2 separate regions of the Oryzias latipes genome follow, and region 2 is linked to region 1. The links are chromatin contacts, called in public Hi-C maps. All regions are on one chromosome and are shown on one strand. Each heading gives the region's core, a stretch centred on a gene start, on an enhancer-like site or on the middle of the called end of the contact. The rest is flanking DNA. Distances are from core to core; before and after follow the strand shown.

Region 1 (6,774 bases), core at 3,802-6,301:
AAGTCACACGTGAGAGCCTTTTCAAGCGGTATATCTCCAATCTGCTCCTGATTCAGAACATTTTCAGTAAAGTAATACGCAGACATGCAGTTTTAATCTGATTTTTTTTTTTAAATGTCTTCCATCATGAGAAAAATTGTACAAGAACATGTTAAATACAACAAAAACACAGTTTTCATTCGCCTGGGTCTTAAATAAGACAAAACAGGTAAAGTCAGCCCTAAAATAAAACTTAAACACGGAAATCTTTCATGTGTAATTTAAATCAAAGATCTAGATGATACTTGAATACTTTCAGATCAACAAATACAAAGAATTTAAACCGCTTCATTCTTTGTCATAATTTACGGGGGAGGGATGTCTACGATTGACCTGGTGACCTGGTGACCTGTCCAGGGTGTACCCTGTCTTTTCCTGACAGTAGCTGGGATAGGCTCCAGCAACCCCAAGACCCCGAAAGGAATGAAAAGGAGTTTGGAAAAGGAATGGATGGAAGAGATCAAAAGATGCAGAAAGATGATAAGATTTCTCCATTGACCTCCAAAGTTTTTAGATTTTTACATTTTTCGTTCTTATATAACTGCTATTCGTTTTTTTGCTTTTTTCATTTTATTTCCCAACTAATGACTAATCCGCGATGATCCAGTATAAACTGAGGGAAGTGACTTTAACAAAAAAAGTAACAAACAAAATAGAAAAGAAGTAGTCCGCTCTCGCACTTCACTAGTGAAGTGGACCGGCGGAGCGCGGACTTACAGCTTTGTGTTTGAGGGGAAGGGGGGGGGGGGTGCTTGGTTACATGAGCGCTATGTGTGGGAGATTTAGAACTGCGATCCGTCCCGCAGCTCTAGGGGTACAAGCAACCGAACTCAGAACCGGGTCTAAAAGTGTGTGTCTAAGCACAGCTCGGATCGTCAGCACACACACAGCGGTTTGAGCTTCAAAGCAGAAATGTCGCTCAGTCCTTAGAAAACATTCAAACAATCACGCGGATTTGTGTTTCCAGTCGTGTCCCGACTAAATAAAGGCTGATGTTATTCTTACATGTTTACGTGCAGCCAGCAAGCAGCACCACCCAAAGCTAATGTTGTTAGCCCGTGTTAGCATACTGCTAATCCTGGCTTCGTGACCACACGGATTAAAATTCAAATGATGAGCGAACAGGTGTTTCATAATAACTGTAACATTATTAAAAGCACGTTTAGAAGATCATCTCGTATTTTACCGAGCTGACATGTCAATGTATATAGCCGCTCGGCGCTGTTTAACATTGTTTTGTATTGAATTGTTACATTCAATAAAGTTTGGGGAAAAAAAGCCGCTCGGCGGAATTTATATCCTTCCGGTTTTCAAACCCTACTGCGCATGTGCGAATGATTTATTCCGATGGAAAGTGTGACCTTAGTGAACGTTTTTATATTCTGAAAACATTTTTCTGGGCCCATCTACACGGTTGGATTCTAATCCGACCATTGATTCCATCAAGATATTTTTGTCGTAACCGCGGCTTATGGTGTCGACGCGCAACGTGGCGGGGGCGTGGCATCACGATGGTGGTCTCTCCATTGGGATGTCAGTCACCCATCACGATGGACGATGATATCGTCCATCGGCACAACCCTAACAGAAACCTAAAGACAAATCGATGAAGCAGTTGTGCAAGAGGTGAAAAAAGCTCAGAGTTAGCTTATAAATATGTTTATTGCCATACAAAAAAAAAAAACACACCCAAAGCCATTGTTTTTTTCACAATTGTTTCAATATACCTGTATGCCTTATTGTTCTTTCAGCTGATCTATAAATGTCTTGGGCAAACTTCACAACACACCAGGGGAAAAGCAGCCCTTTTCTTAAAAAAAAAAATTACTTTAGGTTGTCAGAAAAATCTGCGTTCTAAAAAAAACCAAAACACTAGCACCGCTTGTGTTGACTTGAATTTTCCACACCGATTTACTTTCCTGCTGAGATACCCGTGATTCCCTTCCCCTGCGTTGTCAAACCTGTGTTAGCCCATTTTCACACATGGAGGAGGCAAACCAGAGCCCATTATATACTGCCAACAACAGCTGCCATGGCTGAACGCTGGGAGGTCCACATTTTAGTGAGGCTGCTCCTTTTAAAAAAAAAAAAAGGGCAATGAGAACCTTTCTTCTCAGCTGTGCCAACATCCAAATGTCTTGTGAGTGAGCCTCAACATCAGAATCCATCCGGCGTCGCACGGCTAAAGGAGGGCTACCAAAACACAAAGCAGGTCAGCCATCCAAGAAAAAATAAAAACATAAATCACCAGATTTGACAAGCTTGTTGTTTATCTGCTTTAAATTCCTTAAACAGAAAAAAATGAGCTGCTGTAACCCTGTGCAGCTTTGTGTGTGCCTTCATGTGAGCTTTTAGAAGGCTGCATCATGTTCTCGTGGGGACCCTCCTTCTCCTCCACAAACACCTCCACTAACATTTACATCAGACACAGTGTGCAGCCAAGTTGGCAGACCCGCTGATTAAGATTAAATCCACTTTCTGGAGCTAAAAACAACAAAAAGTGTAAATTGTGGCGTTGCACAGGCAACACAAAAGCAAGAGGGAAGAAGGGGGGGACTCACACTTCAGTACACCTCTTCAAAGGAGGCTTCAGACCTGTGATGGAGCACTTTGGAGAGCAAACCTCCTGCCGAGCGAGACTAGCACAAAACAGTAAACCGCTTTAGGAGCCAACACCATGACGATTTGAAACCAAAGCTGAGCATTTCCAGGTACACTGCATACCACTTTATGTCTTTTCTCAACCAAATATAGCAGATTTAATTCAAACCATCATTGGTTTTCAATTATTATTTAAAATCGACTAATTTAAATGTAAAAAATTAAGAAAGAAAAAAGTATAAATAGATCTGTATTATGTGGGTCAAGATACCAATGAGAACACAACACATCCATAATCATTAGAGTTTTTGTTTCTGTTGTGTAGGGCTGTCACTCACGATTATTTCAGTAGTCAAGTTGTGGGTGAGAGTTGTTGGCATGGAGTATAAGCCCGTCCCTACTTCCTCTCACCCATGCACAAAGATATGCACGTCTTTAAATCCATCCTCTTCAACCGTTGACAGAGCTCTCATTTCTTTTAGAAACATGTTAAAGATGTAAGATGGTGTGCAGCGGCTCCTCCTCGGCCTACAGTCAACCATGGCGCTGAACCCCGTATTGCTTCTGGTGGTCTTGTTAGCACTTTGCATGGCAGCTCTCCCACCATCAGTGTGTGAATGTGTCAAAGCATGGGTGAAAGGAATGCGACCAAAAGGCTTGTGTGAGGGGAAAAATCAGCTAATATTCCAGACGCGCAATTAAAAAAAATGTTTGGGGGGGAGGGGCTTACTCCACGCCAACAAGTCCCACCCACAACTCAGTTTTTAATGAACTCCTGCAGCTCTGCAGAAACAACGTTTTCAACAGAAGTTTTCAATTTGGGTTTAAAAACAGCATAATCGTGATTCAAACACCACTGGGAATGTGTTTAAAATAGTTTGAATGATGATTGGAACGGGACCTGTAATAAATGGAGTAATACTAGGATCACGGAGCCGGATTGCTCTTCAAAAGTGGGTCCGCACAGAAAAGTCTGCATAAGGGACGTTATGAAAAAAGACGGATGATACTGGCATCTTTAGATTGATTACAAATGAAGTTTTGGATTCTAGAAGACTGACACCTGAGTTATCCTTTGACTGAGAAACATGTTGCCAGATTTCCATATAAATGTAAAGACAATCATTTGACAATTTGGTAGAAGAGAATATAAATATGACTGTTTGTGAGGGGTTATACTATAAGGTCATGATTAACCAATAGAAGAAGCAGAGGTCACATATATGAACGTGCTTGATCTGCTATGATGAGATAAAGAAACTAAAGTTATAGTTGTAAGGAAAATCAGCTGAGGCATCATATTTGTTGTTCTCACCATCTGAAGTATACTCAGGATCTTTTTTTTTTAAATCTTATTTTGGCATTTGAATCCCAGTTGGAAAGAGTGAATTGATGAAAAAGATAGAAAATGTGTTTCTGAAACACTAAAAATTTACCCCTTAATCCTGTAATATATATGGGAGGAATTAAGCATGCATTAATATTGTTTAGACACTTCAGCACTTTTCTGAAGTGAGCGTCGATTGTAGCAAAAGCTAAAGTTTTCTGGAGCGTTAACTTTTTGTCTTCACTCACCCGGATTCGTCTCATCGCAGCCACGATCTCCACCCGGCTGCTCGGCCGCGTCACATCCAGACTGCCGATGTACTGCGGGTGGAAGGGGTGAAACGTGACAGGTACAGCACATTAATGCCTCAAACATTATGTTTCCAGTTATCCTGACTCAAACTGCACCTGAACCATGCAGCTTTAACCTCCAGCTAACTAACAACTTCAGCTACTAACTAACTAAGCTAGCAGAAGTTTCGGACTTCTTTTCTTTCATTTTTTTCTGGAGTTTTTTTTTTTTTTTTTACTCGAAACTTCTGTGCCAGACACGTTCGTGTCGAAAGGCGGACATTGGAATGGAACGAGTTCCGTTTCAAGAGTTTGTATTTTTCACCTTTGCCTCGAAGTTGATTCCATGCTGGAACGCTTCCTCGTTGTGCAGCGGGATCCTCAGGTCGTGTCCATCATCCACCAGGTTGTATTTGGTCTTCGCAGGCATTCTCCAACTGTGTGTGTCTTTTATTAATCCAATCTTCCAGGGGAACTCGGGAGTACAAACCAGGCCGATTTGATTCAAAAAAATCCGGGTGGTAAGCGATCCTGTACATCCACTCACTGGCTCCACATCGCAGCAAAAGCTCCCACTGCGCCTCAGCGGCGGTGCTACCAACTTCCCAGGTACTCCGGCGAACTGCTATCCCGCTAAAAGCTCCGCGAAGCCGCGCTGATCACACGCGTTGGACAGGCGTCACGCGCGCGCGGACCGTGTTTTCCTGACTTTTTCTGTTCTGAATGTGGAAGTTTGTCGGCTCTGCCTCCGGATCTGGACTCCCCGCCCCCGCCCCCGCGGTACGGAAAGAGGGCGTGATTGGAGGAGTCGGGAATCCCACCTGTTTCCATTGAAAAACGGAGGCGCCGTGGGGGCGTGGCTTACCGGCTATGTACCTGCCTCTTTCTCCTCCCCCTCCTTCTTCTTCATATACATAAGAAAGAAAAAAACAGCCTGGACGATTCCCATTCAAATTTTTGTCATACCTGTTCTTTGTCAATACGTAACGTACTTACTGGTCAGTGAGGACAATAAAATTAAAAAACATTTAAAATAATTTCTCAATTACCAAATATATGTATATTTAGGTCATATTTATTTAGAGGTTTGTTCTTAAATCAAGTAAAGTGCCAGAAAACTCAAGGGTGTAGACTTCATAAACATCTGGTCCAGATTTCAAGGACAATGCTGCCAACTAGCGATTATTTCTGGTATTACATCGATGCAATTTGTGTTAAAGCCCTTTCTCATTTCACTTTGTTCTCTTTCACTAAGAATGAAATGTAAACTTATCTTCTTTCTCTTTCGGCTTTTCCCATCAGGGGTCGCCACAGCGAATCATCCTTTTCCACCTCACTCTATCATGAACATCTTCTACCCTAACATTAGCCAACTTCATGTCCTCTGTCAAGACATCCATGTATCTCCTCTTTGGCCGTCCTCTTGCCCTCCTGCCAGGCAGCTCCATCTCCAACATCCTTCTACCAATATATCCACTATCCCTCCTCTGAACATGTCCAAACCAAACCAAATGAAATGTAAACTTATATTTTCAGAAAATGTGGTCAAGACTTTTTCTAAGTCATTGCATACATTCTATAGCTTCTATTTCGTGGTTTATGTACATTTTTATATTTTGCACATATTTTTGCAAATAACAGTCAATTTTTTTATCATATTGGTGTCTTTATTGAACTGATATGGTGACTGCTTTTAATCTCACTGTACATATGGACAATTACAATAAATAATTACATTATCCATGTTAGTGGGATAAAGATAAAGTTTTATATGATCATTCCAACATTTACCAGCCCAAGGCAAAACAAATTTTTGTCCACTTTGATCTTTTAGATTTGACTTTAATTGTAAATATTGTAGCTTTACATATATCAGTTCAAAATCATAGACATCATTTTTCTTTGTTTTGCTTGGGACCATTTTTCAGATTTTTGTTTTCTTTTGAGCTAGATGGGAATACGTTGCTTTACTAATGTCCCCCCCACTGAAAGATTGGAATAGAACAGCTTCCTTCATCCGTTAAAGCCAGAACATTTGAAGATGAAGCCTAAAATACTAAATGAATGAAATTATGTTTTATGAGGAAAATGTGTTGCCTTTCAAAGTCTACTGCTCATAAACACTTCAAATACTTCATCCAAATGCCGTTTTACATAAGCAGACCCCTGAGATGTCAACTATTTTGTTTCTGGTGTCCTTAGACAGCTCTTTGGTCTTGGTCAGAGTGGAGTTTGGAGTGTGACTAAAGTTGTGGACAGGTGTTTTTTTATATAAATAACTAGTTCAAACAGGTGCCATCAATACATATAATGAGTGGAGGACATTGGATCCTCCAACAGAAGAAGTTACAGGTCTGTGAGAGTCAGAAATTTAAAAATTTGAAAATTACAGGCTTCTCTCATTGTTTAAAGTGGGTGAACTTGCAAAATTGGTACTTGACCAAATACTTTTTTGCCTCACTGTATAATGTATAGAAAATAAAAAATTGTTAAAAATATCCAGAGATCTCAAGGCCC
Region 2 (6,855 bases), core at 3,232-5,731, 96 kb before region 1:
CGAAAGTCAGCAGTGAAATGAAGGGTAAAACACTTAAGAGGCAGACACAGCTAAAGGTTGTTGTGAGAAAACAAGACAACACCAACAGTCCTGCATGAAGCCCAGAAGACAGCAGTGTATCGACTTCTGCGTTTGTTTACATTAACGCACATCTCATCACCAATATACCCTAACTGAGCCCAAGTGCAGCCAGAGGAGAAGCAGCAGTGAGAGGAGAAGCAGCAGGTCTGCATCGACTTGTTCATCTGTGATTTAAGCCAGATTGCTGGAAAAGCACAGCAGCTTTGAGCATGAGGCGGTTGGATCATTTATACAACAAAATAATACTTAATGAAAAAAAGTGACTGAAAAATAAATCCCATTTTTAATATAGGCTGCATTAGGAACAAAGTGATGTCCATATTTTCTTTGATTTGTTTGTAAATTGTACGTAAAAGATGTGTAAATTATTACTGGTGACTTTTTTAAAACTACTTAGACTCTGATGTTGAATTTTAAAAAGGGGTAAACGACAAAGCCTTTCATAATCATCAGCATCTTTCAGACAGACAGCAGAAACAGCTTGATGCTTTAATCATCATCATGTAGCTCTCTAGTCCAGCTGCACTCAAGGAACCAAGTCTAAAACTTGAACTGCCAGCTGTTTCCAAGCTTTAAATCTCGGCAAGCTGTCATGTGCTGCCTTGGTTGTTTACATCTCTTACAGAAACGTTGCACCTCAGTCATTTTCTTTATGAACTTAAGGCACTTTTGGCTTAACTCTCTACTTTGACTATATTTTTTGTTGTCAGTCACATTGCTTCATCTTGTTCCACCCACTACAAACTATAAGCATGGCGGTGGAGGGGTAGTGATTTGGGCTTGTTTTACAGCCACAGGACTTGAGCATTGTGTGGTCACCAAGGCAACAATGAGTTTTTCCTGTTAGAAAAGCCCGTCCATCCTAAATATCCACGTTGTCCTGTGTAGGGTCATGGGGTTGCCGGAGCTATTCCCAGAGACAAATACAGGGTACAAGGACAGCAGTACCCTGTGCTGCTTCAATTGCTCTGCCACTGGAGGGCAATAGAAGAGTCTTCATGAGTCAAACATGAAGTGGTCAGACAAACAACTAAATAGAAATTATTTCAGCAAATCTAAAAACATAGAAGTCAAGATATTTTTTTTTTAAAAGCATCTAAAAACTGGATCCAACAGAAACTATAAAACAAGTCATTTCTGTTGGACATGGTTCTACAAAACAAAACCATAATTTGCATGATTCCTGTTCATATTTCTTCTATTTGATTTGCTTTTGTAAAAGAACACTTGGCAAAATAAGTGCCCATTATTTTCTGCTGCGATATGTGTTTATTTCAACATAGCAATAACAATCAGATCTGGTGGGTTCTTCTGACGCCATGTCGTTCATAGAGGAACAACTCATTAAGTCGGGTTGAAAGAAAATGTGTTTTAATTTCCCCGATCCTTTCACATGATTCTGGTTAGACACAGGAACAAATTAATAATGGCTGAATGATTCGCTGAGTGTCACAGCAGGTCTTTAACTCCTGGCAATCTGCTAAAAAGGTGCCCATCCCTGCCTCATATTTTCAATACAGTTTAAAGAATCCAATTACCTACAGCTCATATTTGCAGTCTCGTGCATTTTCATTCGTAAAATGGACATGAAGTGAAGTAAATTCATATGGGATCTTGGATGTTTCACCTTTTTTTGTTTGAAATAAACTGCTCGAAACAGGTTTTTATTTATGAAGTAGTTCCTGCAGCACTTATAGACAATCATTCAGCATCTGGGCTCAGCTATAGTCTTTAAATGCATAAATCTTAATGTGTCATTTTTTTCCAAGAAACATTTCACATTTTGAATCTTTATTAAAAAATCAGTGTAAGACGTCTACTACATTAAAGGAAACTCTTTTACATACAGAAACAAAACAAAACAAAGTAGCTTTCGCCTTTAGAAGAATAAGCATAGATGTTTTAAAAAATTAAGCTAGAAAGCTTTAAAAAAATAAAAAATAAAATCCACCACCCTTGTGTTCAGTTTTCTTTATTCTCTCATAATTTGCAGTCATAAATATTAATACCCTATGATTAAAAAGCTAGGATGAGCATGGCATTGGCATATTTATGGCTATAAAAACGCATTAAACGGCAGCTGCCAGAAGATTTTCATTAATCAAGTTTAACATATTATCTTTTATGGTCTTTTTTTATAAGTTTGGCTTATTAATGCCTTAAAGGCACAGACAAAATATGAAGACTGGAGAGATAGTGATACAGGCATCCCAAGTGGCCAAAAGGGAGCACAGATCTATTTGTTTCCATTCCAGAGGATCTGCTGAAGTTCTGGAACGGTTATCTCAGGCCACAGCATCCCCTGCAAAACAAAGTTCACTTGTACTACACGCAGTCTGTGCCACCAAAGCTAACACTGGTTAGCTTTGCTTACTGCAATTTTCTGGCCCAATGATAGCACTGGCGAGAAAATAATTGAAATTACCATAATCTTGTCTATCACTTTGAAAAATTAAGATTGGCAGCTAATTGAAAACTACAAGATGGATGGTTTCTTTTTTACATTTTTCAGTTGCTCCTTATTTTTAAGGCGCATCAGTGAAGAAAAACAATGTGGCACGATTGTTTAGCATTTAGTTTCAAGCTTTAGACTGTACTTAAACTCAAACCTGCGACTAGCTGGTGATGGGGCTAAGATTAGATAAAATGTCAAAGGTAATCCAAAACACCCTATGAAAAATAAATACACAAATCAATAGACCCCTCTGAGAAACATATAGGTTTTTTTCCCCTATATTCTACAGTAAAAAAAATCTAGCTATTGCAGCTACTTGGGATGTCTGAGGTATGGAGATAGATTTGTTCTAAATCAGAGAGGCTAGCTGTTCCAAGTTTTGATATTTCAAATCAAAAGTAAAAAAGTTGAAAGAGAAACATCTGGAGTGACGCAAAGAGAAAATGTTTTTGCAAATGCAAACCTTAAATTTGCAAAAGTGAATCTTTTCATAAAGTATTGCTGTTGCGTTTCTTTTTTTTTTTTTTTTAGCTTTACTGGGTTTTTTTTCACGGTTTAAACTTGCTCTCACTTCTTTGCTCAGATTGCTACCACCGACAATAATGGCCGTCTTCTTTTCTCCAGAATATTCTTCTTCAATGCATTTCTTTTTCTTTCAAGCGTATTGTTTTGGGGTTTCATTAACATAGCATGAAGTACTATTTACATTTTTTAACTTAAATGTTATCTTTAATTTCATTCTATAATGCTAGACTTGTTTTTCTGCGACGATTTGAACTTCCAGAGTTTATGCAAAAAAAAAAAAAAAAGTGTAAAACGTTAATGTGCTTGTATGTCTGAGAAAAGTGAGAAAGAAAGGGTGTCTTTTTGTTTTGTTTGTGAAACTAAAAATATATACATTATGTTCTAAAACTAACCCCCAACAGGAGAAATTTTCCAAATAGGATTACAGATGTATTAAGGCTGTAAAACCCTTTCACTACACACTTTAAATAAAACCAGGGAAGCTAGAAAGGAGGAAACAGTTTTTTGCGAAGCTGGATGTGCTTAATAAAATAAATACATTTAAAAAAACGTAGAAATCTGACACTTCAGCCTTGTACAGGCTAGTTGGTAAAAAATATAGTCTGATATTAAACTGTTTGGTAGCGTAATAGGGACCAATGCCTTAAACATCACAGTTTGACATGCACACTCAAACTGCCAACCTTTCTTTAAGCCACGGCTTCAAACTTTTTAAATGCTTTTACTATCAAGTTGAAAAGTTCACTACTTCTTGCTGGCACTCCTGACCCCTTGACTCCACTTTAAGCTAAAACTGCAGCTGCAAATCTGGAGGAAAATCCTCCTAAGAAATGTCACACAACAGCACACATTCCGTGACCCCAGAACATCGATTAGTAGTCAGTCCAACACTTTCAGGGCAATCCCATGCACCTAACATTACCATAATAAAGGGCCTGATCACTTGAAAGCTTCCGGTTAAACTGTTAATGGGAGAAGAAAGACGGGACCCAGGCAGTGTGAAAAAAGGAAGCGAAAGAAACAAATATAATGTAAAAAGTGGTGATCCACTAAAGCCCTTTAATGTCTCTAAGATAAATATACGACGAGATAACTTTTTTTTCCTTACCTCTAACAGTTTATGTTTGGGTTAAAAAGAATTCTTCTAAATATTTATCACAATTTATATTTAGAATGTTCTTCCTATCAAACGTAAGCAAATCCGCTTCCCAAAAATAGCCACAATCAAGAAAACTAAACATTCTCATTGATATTGTATTAAAAACAGTCATGTTGAGTCTAGAAACTACGCATAATGACAGACGCAGACTGGTTTCCAGCTTTGGGGCCTCTGGTTGCCCCAGAGCCTTCTGGTATGTGACACTTTCCATTTTATCTCCAGCTCAGAATATGAGCAGTGTGTGAGCATGTGTTTGTGCTCAACTGTCAGTGTGGGTCCGTCTATAAAAGATAATGAGCCAATGTGTGCCTCCCCCAGCTAACCCCTGGAATAACCCATCAACTCCCCTAAATTGGCAGAAAAAACTGGAAGCACATTTTTTTGGACCAACCACGTCACATGGCCAGGCTCTTGTTTCGTCTATACTGCTCATTTTGCTGCAACATGTCTAATGCAGTAAAACCCCAACCCATCAAATTGCAGCAAAGAGAAAACTACAGACAGGAGTACAGGTGTTTGACGAGAGTCTTTCCTTCATGAAGGCTGTTGTGGTCGGACATAAGCACCGCTTTCATTCTTTTTTTGAGGGGAGGACAGACTGCTTTGAACTTGATAAACAGACTATGAAAACACTGACAATGCCACTAGACCTCTTTATAAAGCTAGTGTTTGACACAAAAGTGGAAGAAGATATTGGGCCGAAGTACAAAGCAAAGTAAAAACTATAAATGTAAACATTAGATGTGTGATTCTGACCTAGTTTCTGTAATTAGGGTGGGGGTGGGGAAACCAATCTAGCCTTTGGGGCATGTTCATATCAGGCAATCCATAGAAAGATGATGATGAAACCCAAAGTGTGGTTTGTTTGGTTACTGTGATCGCTCCCTTCAGTGTTCAGGCCTAGTTATGATTATGACATATTCATGCTGTGACTGGCTTGCAGAAGTGGACCAAAGCGACCTACAATGGACTTTGGGACCAAACATATCCAGGTGCAAATCTTCTGAAGTATTGCTTTAATTATATGTCACACTGCATCTAAAATGCCTAAAAGGGTTTATTGCAAGCCTAAGCCCAATAAAAAACTGCCAATCATAATTTCCCTATAAATTAAACAAGAAAAAAGATAACATGTGTGTATATTTTGGTTTAATATTAGAAAAGCTTTTTTCAAATTTTGGGCTGCACAATGTTTAGGTGGCTAGCATTTTGCCCTCACAGTGAAAAGGCCCTGGTGCAAATCTCGGCTGGGTCCTTTATGTGTGGAGTTTGCATGTTCTCCTTGTGCATTGGAGGGTTTTCTCGGGGCACTATGCTTTTCTGCCACAGTCCAAAAAAAACCTTTCATTGTCAATTTTGCAATTTTCTCTTTAAAGTGACTGTGAGTGGGTCTGTGTTTGGCCATGTCACTGGCAAACTGTCCAGGGTGTAACCTGCCTTAACCTAAACACCGAACAGTTGCTGTTCAGTGAAGGCATAAATGTATGCAATTGTATGCCATTTCTAATATTTATTCTTTTTGGGGAGGGGGCTTGGACAAATATTAAGACTTTTCTATATTGATATTGTTAATAAAATATTACTTTACTTCAAGTTATTTATGAACTTTATTAAATTTTATTATTTCTAGTAAAAGTTTAAATATAACTTACTACCTTAAAGATCCAGACTTTAATAATATGGCAACACTAACGTGATGACAGATTTACGGAAAAAACATTTAATTCTAACTGACATCCTGGATCCAACTGGATCCAATTCATTCTTTTCTTATTAATCCTCTTAATTTAAAGTGAGCATTATAAAGGTACATATGTGACTTACATTTATGGAGAAAAAAGGAAAAACAGAAAAGAATAATTAGGCCAGATGTTGACATCAACAAAAAAACTTCCCCAGAACATATAAGAACTGTTCAATTCTTCTCTGATGCAAAATGCAGAAGAAAACTGATCTTGGAAAACTAAATAGAGTCTTTCTTTAACATAAGTATCTATAAAGTGCTAATACGCATAAAACTAATCTTTGTTTTTTCCTTCCCTTTCTTATTGTTGGCAATTACTAAAAAAGTAATTAACCAATGTGTCCAGCACCTTCAGTTTTAGGCTCACTAAATGTGCTTTGTTCCAATTTCTCACCTTCTTTTTGGACTTAAAGACATTGCAGCGGAAAACATTGCTTTGTCCATCCCTGGCGATGTAACTAAAGATCTTCAGATCCTGGGAATCATGGGAAACGTAGAAAATCCTGAAAAAAAAAAAAATTTGATCAGAAATAATCATGAAGGTGGTTTTGGTAACGGCACCTATCATTATTTCTACTATAGTAGAGACAAAAATAAAGACAAAAAGTGAGACAAAAATAAACACCACTAAATGTTACCTTTAATCTATAGGTAACAAATGGAAGTTTAACATAAAAAAGTGAAAAGTTAGAATTTGGTAAGACCAAAGGAAAAACTTCCAACATTTTGCCTCATTTGTGTGAAAGTTTGGGAAGGAAAATGTAGTCACACGCATATTCAATCAAATCAAATCAAATCAGACATCAGTTTTCACACCCCCTCTTCCATCTTAGAGCTGCAGCGTCGCATTTTAGATCTGCAGAATAAGCCGCCTTAAAAATCAAAAGTGAT

What was found. A called contact is a pair of places that touch in the nucleus more often than the background predicts.
Region 2: a contact with region 1 is called in a Hi-C map of embryo, with 2.3 times the contacts expected there. The contact joins the enhancer-like site here to the promoter of LOC101163480 in region 1. A contact is called at or near these places in 2 of 5 Hi-C or Micro-C datasets (both in embryo).

Annotation. Positions count from the first base shown.
Region 1 is chr4:20,587,609-20,594,382 of ASM223467v1, reverse strand. LOC101163480 (carboxyl-terminal PDZ ligand of neuronal nitric oxide synthase protein) reads right to left here and starts at 5,051. Exons shown (of 13, transcript XM_023954384.1): 1 at 4,583-5,051; 2 at 4,216-4,287. The coding sequence starts at 4,687.
Region 2 is chr4:20,683,052-20,689,906 of ASM223467v1, reverse strand. LOC101163480 (carboxyl-terminal PDZ ligand of neuronal nitric oxide synthase protein) reads right to left here. Exons shown (of 13, transcript XM_023954384.1): 5 at 6,359-6,467. Among protein-coding and RNA genes, the nearest start is that of LOC101163480, 97 kb to the right of the region's middle. Within about 2 kb of position 4,481, at least 3 of the 8 cell types and tissues checked have an H3K27ac peak or open chromatin away from gene starts, as enhancers often do. A contact at or near this core is called in embryo, where this site is marked.